4 separate regions of the Mus musculus genome follow, and regions 1, 2 and 4 are each linked to region 3. Evidence: chromatin contacts called from public ChIA-PET, Hi-C and HiChIP or PLAC-seq data. All regions are on one chromosome and are shown on one strand. Each heading gives the region's core, a stretch centred on a gene start, on an enhancer-like site or on the middle of the called end of the contact. The rest is flanking DNA. Distances are from core to core; before and after follow the strand shown.

Region 1 (3,242 bases), core at 11-2,510, 170 kb before region 3:
ATGATTTAAATGTTTTGTTAGTTTAAGAAAAACTATAAGATGTAAAAGTTACATAAAACGAATTCCTCTCTACGCCTAGCTATGTGGGCACTTGTAATGACAGCCTCACTTCTGTTCGTTGCTGCAGAGGAAGACATGCTAGGTTTCAGATCCTGTAGATGCTCTTGCCGGGGCGATATTGTGGCAAAGTAAACAGATGGGCAGAACTCTAATCTAAGTTCTGATAAATGCAACTTTGTTTCCATTCTCAAAGATGAATGGTTGCCAGAGCGCCTGTTTAGTTAATAAACATGGGCAGTGCTTGTTAAAGGATTCAACGAAAGGGTAAGATTTGCCCTCAGATTCCTGCAAAGAAGAAAAGGAGCAAAACTGGAGGAATCAGATAAAAAGGGGAGCCTCCTCCTGGAGATGGCCTGCCCCGCTGGAGGGGCCGGCTCACACATTAGGAGGGTTGGGGAGCTAGCGGTCCTGAGCTTCAACCCTGTCATTTGCTTTTTTTGAGAAACTGAAACCCATCTCTTACGGTTAAAAAAAATATACATCTACCAGTGCTGTGGAGATCAAGACAAAAGTTTAGCATCAATGTAAATTATAAAATGCAAAACAGAAATGTTTGGTGTAATGGTTAGTACTGTTTTTTTTAATCGATTTTTTTATTTTTATTATTACTTTTTTATTTTTATTTATTTATTTATTTATTTTTGGTTTTTTTTGAGACAGGGTTTTGAGACAGGGTTTCTCTGGCTGTCCTGGAACTCACTCTGTAGACCAGGCTGGCCTCGAACTCAGAAATTCGCCTGTCTCTGTTTCCTGAGTGCTGGGATTAAAGGTGTGCGCCATCACGCCCGGCTCTATATTTTAACTTTTATGGATTATACAAAAACAGTATTTTTTTCCCAACTGACTTGTGTGTGTGTGTGTGTGTGTGTGTGTGTGTGTGTGTGTGTGTGTGTATGAGAGAGAGAGAGAGAGAGAGAGAGAGAGAGAGAGAGAGAGAGAGAGAGAGAATGCCCCCATTTGGAGCTTTTTTTGTGCTGGAATTTAGAAAGATTGCTAAGTCAATCCCAATGGGTTAAGACAAAGGTTTACTGGCAAAATTTGTAAAAATGCATGGTCATCAAAAAGCAAAACCCAGGTCACCACTCTCTGTGTCCCTCCCCACCCCTCCCTCCAGTATCTCTCGTTCTTATACAGAGACGTGCACTACAGTCCAGAGGCCTCCTGCAGCGTACAGCATAGCTTCACCATTCCGGAAGTGCCTACTCACTGTTGACAGGAAGTAAATTTTTGTTTTTGGTAGTGGAATAAAAGCTTGCCTGTTAACACACGCTTTGGGGTTGGGGGACCAGCATGTACTGGAGTTGTCGTAGTTAAGGACCTATCAAAAGAGCTATGTCCACGGAAAGCAGGATCTAGACCCAGCTACTTTCAGACTGAGATGGCCCAGAGGGTGAAAGGCAAAGCTCAAACAAGGGCGTGTGTGCTGACCAGTTTAGGTTCCTCATTGGTCACCTCGAGGCGGATGCCCCCTCCTGTCCCCAGGGGAGGTGTTGGGGATTGGTCTTCAGACTTGGAGGTGTGGGTTGCCAAGATTAGTAACATCAGTTTGTGTGGCCCTCTGAGAAGCTGAAACACAAGCCGAGAGTGGAATGAAATTACTCATCAGATCAGCACAGGGTTGAGAGTGAATGTACAGGTTGGTTCTGGACTACGACAGATGGCTTCATAGAGACGCTGTAGGCTGAGTACTGAGAATTCTCCAATCAGAGCTGTTGCCTTAATTCTCAGTGTGGACTTGTACAGCATTTCAATGTGTTCTAAGGTTACAAAATGATTAAAATAAAGGTTTTATACAACTAAAGGTTTCTGTTTTTCAGGTTTATTATTAGTATCATTAGCATTTGTGCCCACAGAGGTTCCCCCAGATGCCAGAAGAGGACATCGGATTCTTTGAATCTTGAGTTACCGGGGATTGTTCTGCCCCAAACGTGGTTGATGGGAACCAAACTCATGCCTAACAGCTGAAACATCTCTCCAACCACCACTAAATAATCCTGAATAAGAATGAAACAGCTAAACTGAGCGGAGGTGTTGCACGCCTTTAATCCCAGCACTCGGGAGACTGAGGCAGGTGAATCTCTGAGTTTGAGGGCAGCTTGGTCTATAGAATGAGTTCCAGGATGGCCAGGGATACATAGAAAAACCCTCTCTCCATAAACAAACAAACAAACAGATAAATATAATAAAACAACTAAAGATTAGCAAATACCAGAGAGAGAGAATCTCAAATGAAAAGAGAAAACAGAGCAAACAAGCAAACAGAACCCTCACTGGTTATATGTAAAGAAACCTAAAGTCCTTACTCTGATCTAAAGCCCCCCTCGCCATGTGGCTGCTTCCTGCTGTGGGCTGACCTCTGTGCCTAACTCAATGACATGGCTCTCCTAGTTAAACTCCTTCCCATTTTTTTTTTTCTCTAAAAACAAGAAAAAGAAAAAAAGAAAAATGAGGTTAAGAAGCTCTCCGAAGAGAGAAAAAGATGAGAAAGCATCGGTGGCTGAGAACCCCACATCCAAAGAGCAGAAGTCCGAGGGAGTCAGAGAAAGCTCAAGGAGAAAGGAAGTCAGGGAGGAAATGTCAGCATTAACTAAAGGTAAGAAAATGTAGGCAGACATATTCCTGGTTCCAACCAGGTGGAGAGAGACAGGTGTACACTGATATCCTGTGAAACTGTAAGAATATAGACGCCAGAAGGAGGGGAGGAGGGAAGGGAGAGAGGAGGGGAGGGAGAGAGGAAGGGAGGGAGGGAAAGAGAAGGCAAGAGATGAAGGGAGGAAGGGAAGGAAGGAAGGAAGGGAGGGAGGGAGGGAGGGAAGGAGGGAGGGAGGGAGGGAGGAAGGAAGGAAGGAAGGAAGGAAGGAAGGAAGGAAGGAAGGAAGGAAGGAAAGAAGGAAGGAAAGATAGTGACATCATAAGAAATTTAAAATGGCTGCAACTTTGTTTGCTTTTTCTCAGACAAGGACTCTCTACTTAGTCCTGGCTGTGCTGGAACTTGGCATGTAGACCAGGCTAGCCTTGAGGTTATACAGATCTACCTGCCTCTGCCTCCCAGATGCTGGTATTAAAGGTGTGTCCCACTACGCTTGGCTCCTTATTTGCTTTTTGAGACACTCTTAACTCTGTAGACCAGACGAGGATAGATCTCACTATGTAACCCAGGCTGGCCTTGAGGTCACAACAAT
Region 2 (3,203 bases), core at 698-3,197, 200 kb after region 3:
AGAATCTTCTCCATCTGCAACCTGTCACCTTGCATCAAATCTTCTTTGCTATAAATACTCAATGCTATGACCTTTCTTCCATCCTTCCCTCTTTCTCTTCCCTCTTCTCCTTCCTCTCTTCCTTCTCTTCTTTCCTTTTCTCCATCTTTTTCTCCTTTTCTCCTTTCTTTCATTTGTCTGTTCCTTTTAAAAAGGAGGTTGAAGCAGCATCTCACTGTATAGCCTTGATTAGCCAAAGACTTGGTCTGTAAACCAGGTTGTCCTTGAACTTTGAGTGATCCTCTTGCCTCTGCCTCATGAATGCTGGGATTAGAAACATTGAATTGCTATATCCTGCATTGGTTTTTAATTTAGGCCTTGGTTACTATAACGACTCCATTCCTCTTGTCTAGAATAGAGGCTATAGCACATTTCTTTGTGATTCTCTTATAGGTGTTAAATTCGTATCATAGTAAGGGTTTGTATTCCTACACAAAATATCCTGACCAAGAAGCAAGTTGGGGTAGAAAGGATTTATTCAGCTTAAAGTTCCACATTGCTGTTCATCACCAAAGGAAGTCAGGACTGGAACTCAAGCAGGTCAGGGAGCAGCAGCTGATGCAGAGGCCATGGAAGGGATGTTACTTACTGTCTTGCTTCCCCTGGCTTGCTCAGCTTGCTTTCCTATAGGAAAATCCAGGACTACCAGCCCTGGGATTGCACCACTCACAATGGGCCCTCCCACCTTTGATCACTAATTGAGAAATGCTTCACAGCTGGATCTCAAGGGAGGTTTTCTCTGTGATAACTCCAGCTTGTGTCAGGTTGACACACAAAACCAGCCAGTATAGTTAGTAAGTGAAAAAAATCATGGAAATGAATGTATAGATTGTGTTAATCAATGTATTAAGGTGAAAAGGTGGAAACAAACTATTGGAACATTGAAGGAAGAGATTTTTTTTGTTGTTGTCCTTAAAGATTTTAGGGATATTTGAGGTTCACAGGAGAAATTGGTAGGAAAACAGTAGTGATTTCCAAGTATCACTAGGAGTATCCAAGGAAAAATGCAAATAGAGACAGGCTAGGAAATGTATAATTCCTTAGAGTTCTTAGTGTCTTTTTTTTTTTTCATGAACATGGTATAAACTTGATGTTTGAGGATTGTAACAGTAAAACCCAAAAGAAAATAAGGTCTGAACTACAAAGGGGCTTCATACCTATACTAAGGACCTCGGATCTATGCTGCAAAACCATTTAAAAATCAGAAGCAAGGAAATTAAATGTACATAAAAAATTCTGATAGCCATGGCATGCCATTCTGGAAAAAAAAGCCATCTAATTTTATAGTCTCTTAATGTCAATACTTTGTTTATTTTATTACAAAGCCCAACTCACTATAATGTCTAGTCTTGTTAAAAGTGACTCTCAGTGGCAATTGATGCTTCAACTGTGACTTGTTTGAGGAATGCTAATTGGATAATGCCCTCAGGTTTTATGCTGCTCCACTACAGTAAACATCAGGCACCTTTCATTTTCTTTCTAACCACTGATGCATCATCTAATGTCAGAGGTGTGCTTTCCTCCAGCTGCCAGATGGATGCAGCGTGACAGTTGGCTAAGACTGGGCAATAATCTTATTGACAGATGACAGTTGTGCAGAAAATAAGAACAGCGTTGGGATTTAGGGAAGACAGTGTCACTCTGGAATCTTAGTCTTATAAAAAACAGGCCTATTTCTTGTGCTCAGGGCTAAGAGCATATCATGATCATTTGGATGTTAGATGATCCAGAGAGGATGTTGCAACATCTGCTTGAAAGAAGTCTTTTAAACTATTGGACTGTCTCTGTGTTCCCCTGCTTGAGGTTTTATATGGTTGGGTTAAATGCCTTGGTTTATATCATCAGGAAATCCAGAGGCTGACTCAAAGCTTCTGTATATGACTCATAGAGAGAGGTCACCCCACCCGCCTTCCAGCATGTGCTGGTTTTGTTCATATGGGATTACACGCAAGCATAGAACTCAATCATTCCTCACACACACACCCTAAGCGCAGCACTGTTGCTTTTCTTTGAACATTTCCATTTCCTAAGGTCTTTTCAGCTTCCTGTCACTGGAGTCTCTTCACTGGTTCTTCATTGATACCCACACCAGTAGTTTTCAAGTCCTTGATATTTTATAAATTTAAAAGATAACTTTTCATGCTTTTTGCTGACTAAGGAAACCTTTCTCCTCCACCTTATATGCCAAGTTCCAATGAGGAGAGACCTCAAGTTTCCATGAGGTTTCAACACAAGTGATCTCATTGTGAAAATATTACTATGATTTAGAAATCTTCATTTCCTGGGTCCCTTGGTGACAAAAGTCTTTGAATGTGATGAGAAAATTGTGTTGTCAAGTCAGTCATCTTGAGGAACAAGGTTGTGCATTTGATATTGAAAGGTTGTAAGATTTTCTAAAATCTAATCATAGATCAACTTTATGAGAGCCACAAGGTAGAAAACATGTGCTGCTATGTAAGCCTTGATTGTTTGTTATTCTTGGAAATTGTGTGAAAGCACTCTAGCTTGAAATGGATTCCTTTGAGAAGGCTTTCAGTTCCTTTGTACACCTAAAGGTCTTGTCCATGAATGAGTTCACATTACATTCCTCTCCACTCCCGTCCTCCCTCCTCTTTCCCCCTCTATTCCCCTCTCTTCTCCTGTCTCCTTTCTTTCTTCCCTTCCTTTCCCTCTCCTCCTTTCCCTTCCCTTCTCCTCTCTCCCCTTCACTCCCTCCCCTAGCACTTCCCTTCTCTCCTCTCCCTTCCTTTCCCTTCCCCTCCCTTCCCTCCCTTTCCCTCTCCTCTCTTCCATTTTCCTATCTTCCATTCATTCTTTTCTTCCTTTTTCTTTCATCACTTGAAAATGTTTTCTACTTTTGTCCAAATTTTATAATTTTTACTGTTCTTTGAATGGTACTTCCTCTATAGGAAATTCTCTTTTGCCCTTTGAATTTTAGTTTCTGTGTGTGCCCACATGAACATACATGCACATGCCACAGCATGTGTTTGTTCTCTTAGCCCATCATATGGTTCCTAGATCTCAGGAGACGGAGCTGAGGTTGTCAGTCTCACCAGCAAGCTCCTTTCCTCTCTGAGCATCATGTTGCTGTCTCCCATTTGTTCCATTTAAAATGCAGTATTTCTTGAATCCACACACCTATGGTCACTTGATCTTTGACAAGG
Region 3 (3,021 bases), core at 239-2,738:
TGTATGCTGTCTTCTGCCGTCACTAAAGGCTGTCGGAAACTGAGGATTACAAGAGGAAAAGCGTGAGAATACAGATGATGTTAAAAGGCTGGATATATACCATAAGCCTCCAGCCTGAGTGTTTCCAGCAGTCAGTCTCTGCCTTGAAAAGGGTTTGAAATTCTAATACTCTTCTGGGCGTGTCTGTTCAGCCCCTAGGCTCCAGGGTACTGACTCAGGCTTGCCAGCACAGGAAAAGCTTCCCCTACTCACTATTCCTATCGGGAAGATTAAAAGGTTCCGGACAACATGATTGATAACACCTCCTATATTCCAGACACTGCTTGGTCTTAGAATGCAAAACAATATACCTATGGTCTGCCTGGGGGACACTTCTCAGAAACGATGCTAAAGAAAAGAGCTTGGTGGAGCGGGTTCAGGTTCCTTGCGGCAGAAAAGGTGGACCAACCATCATAAGCTTAAAGCAGGGCAATAGAGAGCGGACAGTATGGTTTTCCTTGTTGCGCAAGGTATTAGGGCTGGAGAAACTTTCCCTTGCCTCAGCCCACAGAAGGCTGAGGTTTTGAATAAGACCCAAGCCAGGTATCCCTGACTTAGGGAGTCCCCTCAGGCCAATTTCTTATGAACAGAGCTGGAAAGGAAGAACAAGAGTCTTTGGAGTCTAGAAAGGGCTTCATTTTCAAAAGAGCTTCTCAAACCTGGGACAAACAAACAAACAAACAAACCACCCTGAGAAGCAAAAGCAAAGCAAAACAATAAAAGAACCCCCATCACCTCACCACCAAAAAAGAAGGCAATAAGGAAATGGGAGAGTCCTCCTAGAGTGATCTCCAGCCTTTCTCCCTTTGCCTGATGTGATTACAAGGAAAGACTTGTTCACTTTATTTTTAATTCGTAAAGATTTTTTTTTCTTTTCCCCCTCTTTCTTCCTCCCAGCCACTCCGGCTTGGGTTTCCATATGACTCATAATTCCTTCTGAAAGTGGAGTCGAATTCATAAAAGTGGTGGAAAGAGGAGGGGTGGTGGTGGTGGTGCGGGAGAGGCTGGGAGCTCCAGGGAGTCTTCACTACCTACACTGTCACTCAGCTCCCGGCTCGAGTGGCAGTCGGGGGTGGGGAAATCCAGCCTGCGCGGATGGCGGATACTATTAAAGCCCCAGCGGCGCGCAGCCGGGCCCGGTGACCCGCGGCGGGTGCGGGAGGGTCTGCGGCTGGCGGGCGGCGCTGCAGCAGCCTGGGCACGGCCGCCGCCCGCGGGCGCGAGTGTGCGCGGGTGTGGGAAGGCCGGCGTGCGGGCCGCGAGGGGTGTGCGCGCGTGAGTCGGAGCGGGGCTCGCCCCTCTCCGGCGCCTGCCGCTCCACAGCTGCCGATCGCTCTCCAGCGGTCCCCGGCCCCCTTCGGGCCCCTCGTTTTCCTACGGCCGTCAGTCCGGGCGGGGGTGGGGGGGGAGGGAGAAAGTGAGACTCCGTGTCATCACCATCCATTGTCAGAACAGGAGGAAATTGGAATCCAGCAGCGGCGAGCAGCAGCTGGGCGGTCACATCTGGGAATGCAAAGCCGACCTCCTCCTCCTCCTCCTCCTCCACCTCCTCCTCCTCTCTCACCCGGGATCACTTCCGAAACCACTTCGCCTTCAGCCCCTGCCTCGGCCAGAGGTTTCATTTTTAACTGAATATTTACGAAAGCTGGAAGCGTGCGAGGGGGGTGGGGTGGAGTGGAAATAGCGGCTGCTTCTTTTCCAGGGATTTATTTAATGGGGATGTGTTCAAGGCAAGAGAGAATTCAGAAGGATATCGACGTCGTGATCCAGAAGTCAAGAGCCGAGAAAGACTGCCTGTTTGCAGGTGAGTTCTTGCCTCTCGGATCCTGGGACCAGGAGTCAGCCTCCCCTCTGTCTACCCCCATTGCCCAGATTTCTGACCGCGACGCGTGTAGCTTGGGAGTGTGGGGCGGCAAGTCCCCATTCCGGGTGCATTTGGAAATAGCTGCAGCGGCGTGAGCTGAAACCCAAAGAGGAGGGGGGCACGAGCCACCCCCCTCCCCCCCAAAAAACCCCACCAGGCCAGGGCAGTCTCCGGCTCCTGGGGCAGGACCCGCGCGATCAGAGTGCAGGGGCCGGGCGCTGGGTTCCAGCCATTGGCGGTGCCCAGAGCATCCGAGCTTTGCCTCCCGGCTTCGGCAGCCGTGGCCGAGCGGGGCGGGCTAGAGCCCGGCGGCTTTGCGCCATCGGCCGAGCGGCGGCGGCCGGGAAGGGACCGGCTGCGCTGCGCTGCGCTGCGCTGCTCCCGCCAGGCGCCGAGGCCCCGGGAGAAGGCAGCGCTGGGCCGAGCTCCCGCCCCCTCCGCTGCACCCGCTCCTCGGCGAGCGCGCAGGACACCGCCCCGGGGAAGGGATGGATGGATTCCCGGGGTTCCCGAGCTACGCAGGCCCAACCTGGGGGTCGCTTTGCGTCCATCTTTGCTCCCCGTCCTCCCACCCCCCCATCCAAGGCCGAGGGCAGTTCGGGCTTCGCAGCCCGAAGCCTGCCAGGGGCTGCTTCCGGCTGCTTGGCTGGGAATTTCCCGCTGTTGCCATGGCACCCGGCACTTGTTGCGGGGGGCGGCCTCCCGCTGCACCCCACGGGGTGCTCCGCATCCCCTCCTGCACCACCCTGCTGGCGGCCCCTAGCTCTCCAGCCTTTGCTTCCCTCCCCATCGGGCCTCCTAGGCTCACACAAAAGTGTAGGTTCAAGACAGAATTGGGGTTAAAAACAACACATGGGGTGGCTTATAACACGACTTTCCGTTTCAGATTTCAGATACTCAGACTCCACCTTTACTTTCACCTACGTTGGCGGCCCCAAAAGGTATTTATGTGTATAGAGTTGCTTCATTTCCTGTTCACACGCTTGTGTTTCCTTTGTTCCTGGTGTCTTCCGTGTTTGGGTATTTTTTTGCTTGTTTGTTTAATCTTGGGACTGCTATCTAGCTGCATTCCTCGCCAGTTGTCTCCCGATTTTATATAGAAGAGGGAAAATAAATAT
Region 4 (3,011 bases), core at 386-2,885, 240 kb before region 3:
CTGGAAGCAATTCCCAGATCCAAGGGGAAGAGCAGACCATCTGTCTTGATACTAATATAACAAATATATTTTAAGTTATAGAGGAGAAGAAAATGATTAAATGTCAAAACGGTAAAGGCTCAACTAAGCAGAATCCTAGAACATTTTATTCTGCCTTGTTTTTTTCTTATGGCAGGATCAATTTCTTCACTAAAAACTGGTGGTGGGAGCTGCCTAAGGCTGGACAATGGTCTATGGACCGAGGTCTCTGTAAGACTCTACGTCAATTCCTTTCTTTCATTCAACACTCCCGAGTCTGGCCCTAAAGAACAGAACTGACAATACTTGCTGGTATGGTAGTACACTGACTGGCTGATCTGTTTTCTAGAACTGGAAATTTAGAGAAATAAATAACACCATCGCTATCTACTCTGTTTCCCCCTACTCAGATGAACTCACACCTTCTTCTCTGAGTCATCAACACTAGGCACAGTTCAGGTTGTAGAAAACAGATTAGATTCACTATAATACAGGCAAGGCTTGTATTCCTGGCTAGCCAACAATCACATGATTTGGCTCCTTTTTATGCACATTTCCCAATCTGTGGTTTTGCTGTGAGGAGGGGAGACTGTAAAGTGGGGGACTAAGCTACAATCAGAAATCCTGACAAAGCACCCTCATGCTTCCAGCTGCACACACACCACCATCTCACCAGACGTCTTCACGAAGCATGCAGCATTACGTATGGCTCTATTATGGTAGCACCATGTTTGAGGGCTGATGGGTTACTCTAGGGCATAGAGGGGTCCCCAATATTTTAGAAGAGGTACCAATTAGAGACCTATGGATCAGGACTTGCCTCACCATTTTCTGAAGCTATCATAGGTTTGGTCCCCTCCAAACCTGAAAGGGAATTGAGCTATAATTCTCAAGGCCCATGTGGAGAGCAGAAATGGGAGGTTCTTTTAGAGTCCTGGTTCATGGACTTCTTGTGCCAGGCTCAGCTCATGGTTAAGTTAACAGCGTCCTGAAGGGCAAATTCAGAAGCCCAGCATTGGTCAGGGTCAGTGTTTGCTCTCCTGGGCTCTTTCTCTTTTAGATACTCTATTTTCTAAACCTGGCACGTGTTTCAGTTAGGGTTTCTTATTGAGGTGTTTAAACACCATGACCAAAAGCAACTTGGGGAAGGCAGGGTTTATTTCAGCTTACAACTCTCATCATGGAGGTCATACTCCATCACCAAGAGAAATCAGCACAAGAACTCAGAGCAGGATAAGAAGCTAAAGGAAGGAACTGTTGCCAAGGCCATGGAAGAGTGCTGCTTACTGACTACCTCCCCATGGCTTTCTCAGCCTGCTTTCTACAGCACCCAGGACCAACAACCCAGGGTTAACACCACCTACAGTGAAAAGGGCCCTTCCACATCAACCAACAATCAAGAAAATGCACAACAGGCCTGCCCACAAACCAATCTGGTGGGGGTGGAGGGGGACTTTCTCATTTGAGGTATTCTCTTTCAAAATGATTCTAACTTCTGGTAAACGGACACAAAACTAGTCAGCACGCCATGCTTCCGTCTCAAAATTAGGCCATGCTTTAGCAGGAAATGATGTGTTGAAATATGAGCAAAAGATTGACAAGTTTTGACAGAGATTGAGGGAACAGGATGTCGAGGTTTGGTCTTAATGCTAAGTGTGGGCCCCCAAGACCTGGTTGTTCCAGAGATGAGTCTGCACACATATACCTTGGCCCCCAAGTTACCTCTGATTGGTAAATAAAGATGCCAGCAGCCAGTAGCTGGGCAGAAGAGATGTAGGTGGGGTTGAGGTTTCCCAGGCTTGGGGGTCAGAAAGGAACCATGAGGAGAAGAAGGTGCAGGGGGAGAAAGAGAAGCTGCCATGGGTTAAGAGTAAAGAAACTGTGGCCCCAGGGGCTGGACAATTAAGAGTTCAGAGCATCCCAGATGAAACATAGTAAGTAATAATTCGGGGTTATCAACAGGAAGGTAGATTCTAACAGCATGGAGGGTAGGCAGCTGCCCAGCTTTTGTACTGTTTAAGGCTTGGTGTAAATATAAAGGCTGTGTGTTTTTAATCTGGGAACTAAATTTTCCAACACAGGTAGAAACCCTGGGTTGGGATTAATTTCCACAACAGGAGAAACTGCTGTTTTTTCAGTAAGGCTTTGTGAAGGAGATGCTCAGGACACATAACTGGCAGCGAGGAGGGCTAGTCAAGACAACCGGGCAATCTGTAAGAGCTGGATAAGAAGCCATGACTGTGACCTCACACTTTTCCCATCTGAATGCTGGGAAAAGGCTACAGCCCAAGTCAGTGACATCGGGTGACAACTCAGAAACAGAGAGCAGCTCAAGTGTTGAAAACAAAATCCTTTCTCTCTTACTCTCTTTTGTGTCTCAACCGTCAAACAGAAATTTAGAACTTAGTTGAACAACATATGTTTTCTAAAACTGCCCGGCTTCCCACCATCTCTGCTTGGCTCAGTGTGACTATCAATAGCCGTAGAGAATTGAATTTTATACACACACACACACACACACACACACACACACACACATATATATGAAATGAGTTAGGGACTCACTGGGTAGTTCTGGCTGGCCTAGATTTCACTAGATAAACTGGACTGGCTTAAAGATATCTACATGCCTCTGCCTCCAGAGTGCTGAGATTAAAGGCATGAAGCTACCACTTCGGACCTAGGAGTTTTTTTTAACTATACTGAGGATCAGTTTGTTCTGGGCTACTACTCATGTCTAAACACACGTATTGATACAAGGGCAGGGCGATAGTATTCTAATGTCCCTTCTTAGTATTTTGAAATTTTGAGTAAAGTTGGACACATGGGGGATGGGGAGGCCTCAGGACCGGATGGTGAAATTTCTAACTCAAAGTAGCATCTGGAAATCTTGGATTGAATCTACTTAGTCAAAGTCATAGCTGTCCAAAAGTTACAAAAATAAAGCTTTGAGCTTGTACCTTCACAGGCTAGAACACTGGCCCAAAGTCATG

The links. Hi-C and Micro-C count contacts between places; a contact is called where the count stands out from the background. ChIA-PET counts read pairs in DNA pulled down with a chosen protein or histone mark. HiChIP or PLAC-seq counts read pairs in DNA pulled down with a chosen protein or histone mark.
Region 1: an H3K4me3 HiChIP or PLAC-seq map of bone marrow-derived macrophages shows a contact between it and region 3, with 6 times the contacts expected there. The contact joins the enhancer-like site here to the promoter of Parp8 in region 3. A contact is called at or near these places in 11 of 39 promoter capture datasets (the 3T3-L1 cell line, 3T3-L1-derived adipocytes, the C10 cell line and 8 more), 1 of 15 datasets of contacts at CTCF or cohesin (CD8 T cells), 54 of 484 Hi-C or Micro-C datasets (B cells, the C10 cell line, CD4 T cells and 41 more), 13 of 115 datasets of contacts at active chromatin or transcription factors (DN3 thymocytes, the NIH/3T3 cell line, bone marrow-derived macrophages and 8 more) and 2 of 9 other capture datasets (adipose tissue and liver).
Region 2: a Hi-C map of the N1E-115 cell line shows a contact between it and region 3, with 1.9 times the contacts expected there. The contact joins the enhancer-like site here to the promoter of Parp8 in region 3. A contact is called at or near these places in 1 of 39 promoter capture datasets (the C10 cell line) and 1 of 484 Hi-C or Micro-C datasets (the N1E-115 cell line).
Region 4: a contact with region 3 is called in an RNA polymerase II ChIA-PET map of memory CD8 T cells, with 89 read pairs. The contact joins the enhancer-like site here to the promoter of Parp8 in region 3. A contact is called at or near these places in 6 of 39 promoter capture datasets (the C10 cell line, the HPC-7 cell line, cranial neural crest and 3 more), 4 of 115 datasets of contacts at active chromatin or transcription factors (bone marrow-derived macrophages, embryonic stem cells, memory CD8 T cells and 1 more) and 1 of 9 other capture datasets (adipose tissue).

Annotation. Positions count from the first base shown.
Region 1 is chr13:117,194,164-117,197,405 of GRCm38.p6, reverse strand. No RefSeq gene overlaps it. Among named protein-coding and RNA genes, the nearest start is that of Emb, 25 kb to the left of the region's middle. Within about 2 kb of position 1,260, at least 86 of the 459 cell types and tissues checked have an H3K27ac peak or open chromatin away from gene starts, as enhancers often do. A contact at or near this core is called in B cells, CD8 T cells, the HPC-5 cell line and 21 more, where this site is marked.
Region 2 is chr13:116,827,880-116,831,082 of GRCm38.p6, reverse strand. The region is part of intron 3 of 4930435F18Rik (RIKEN cDNA 4930435F18 gene); the gene reads left to right. Among named protein-coding and RNA genes, the nearest start is that of 4930435F18Rik, 8.7 kb to the left of the region's middle. Within about 2 kb of position 1,947, at least 31 of the 459 cell types and tissues checked have an H3K27ac peak or open chromatin away from gene starts, as enhancers often do. A contact at or near this core is called in the N1E-115 cell line, where this site is marked.
Region 3 is chr13:117,023,998-117,027,018 of GRCm38.p6, reverse strand. Parp8 (poly (ADP-ribose) polymerase family, member 8) reads left to right here and starts at 1,488. Exons shown (of 27, transcript NM_001081009.2): 1 at 1,488-1,654; 2 at 1,742-1,843; 3 at 2,790-2,844. The coding sequence starts at 1,753.
Region 4 is chr13:117,259,520-117,262,530 of GRCm38.p6, reverse strand. All of the region lies in intron 4 of Emb (embigin), which reads right to left. Among named protein-coding and RNA genes, the nearest start is that of Emb, 40 kb to the right of the region's middle. Within about 2 kb of position 1,635, at least 34 of the 459 cell types and tissues checked have an H3K27ac peak or open chromatin away from gene starts, as enhancers often do. A contact at or near this core is called in the HPC-7 cell line, hematopoietic stem and progenitor cells and memory CD8 T cells, where this site is marked.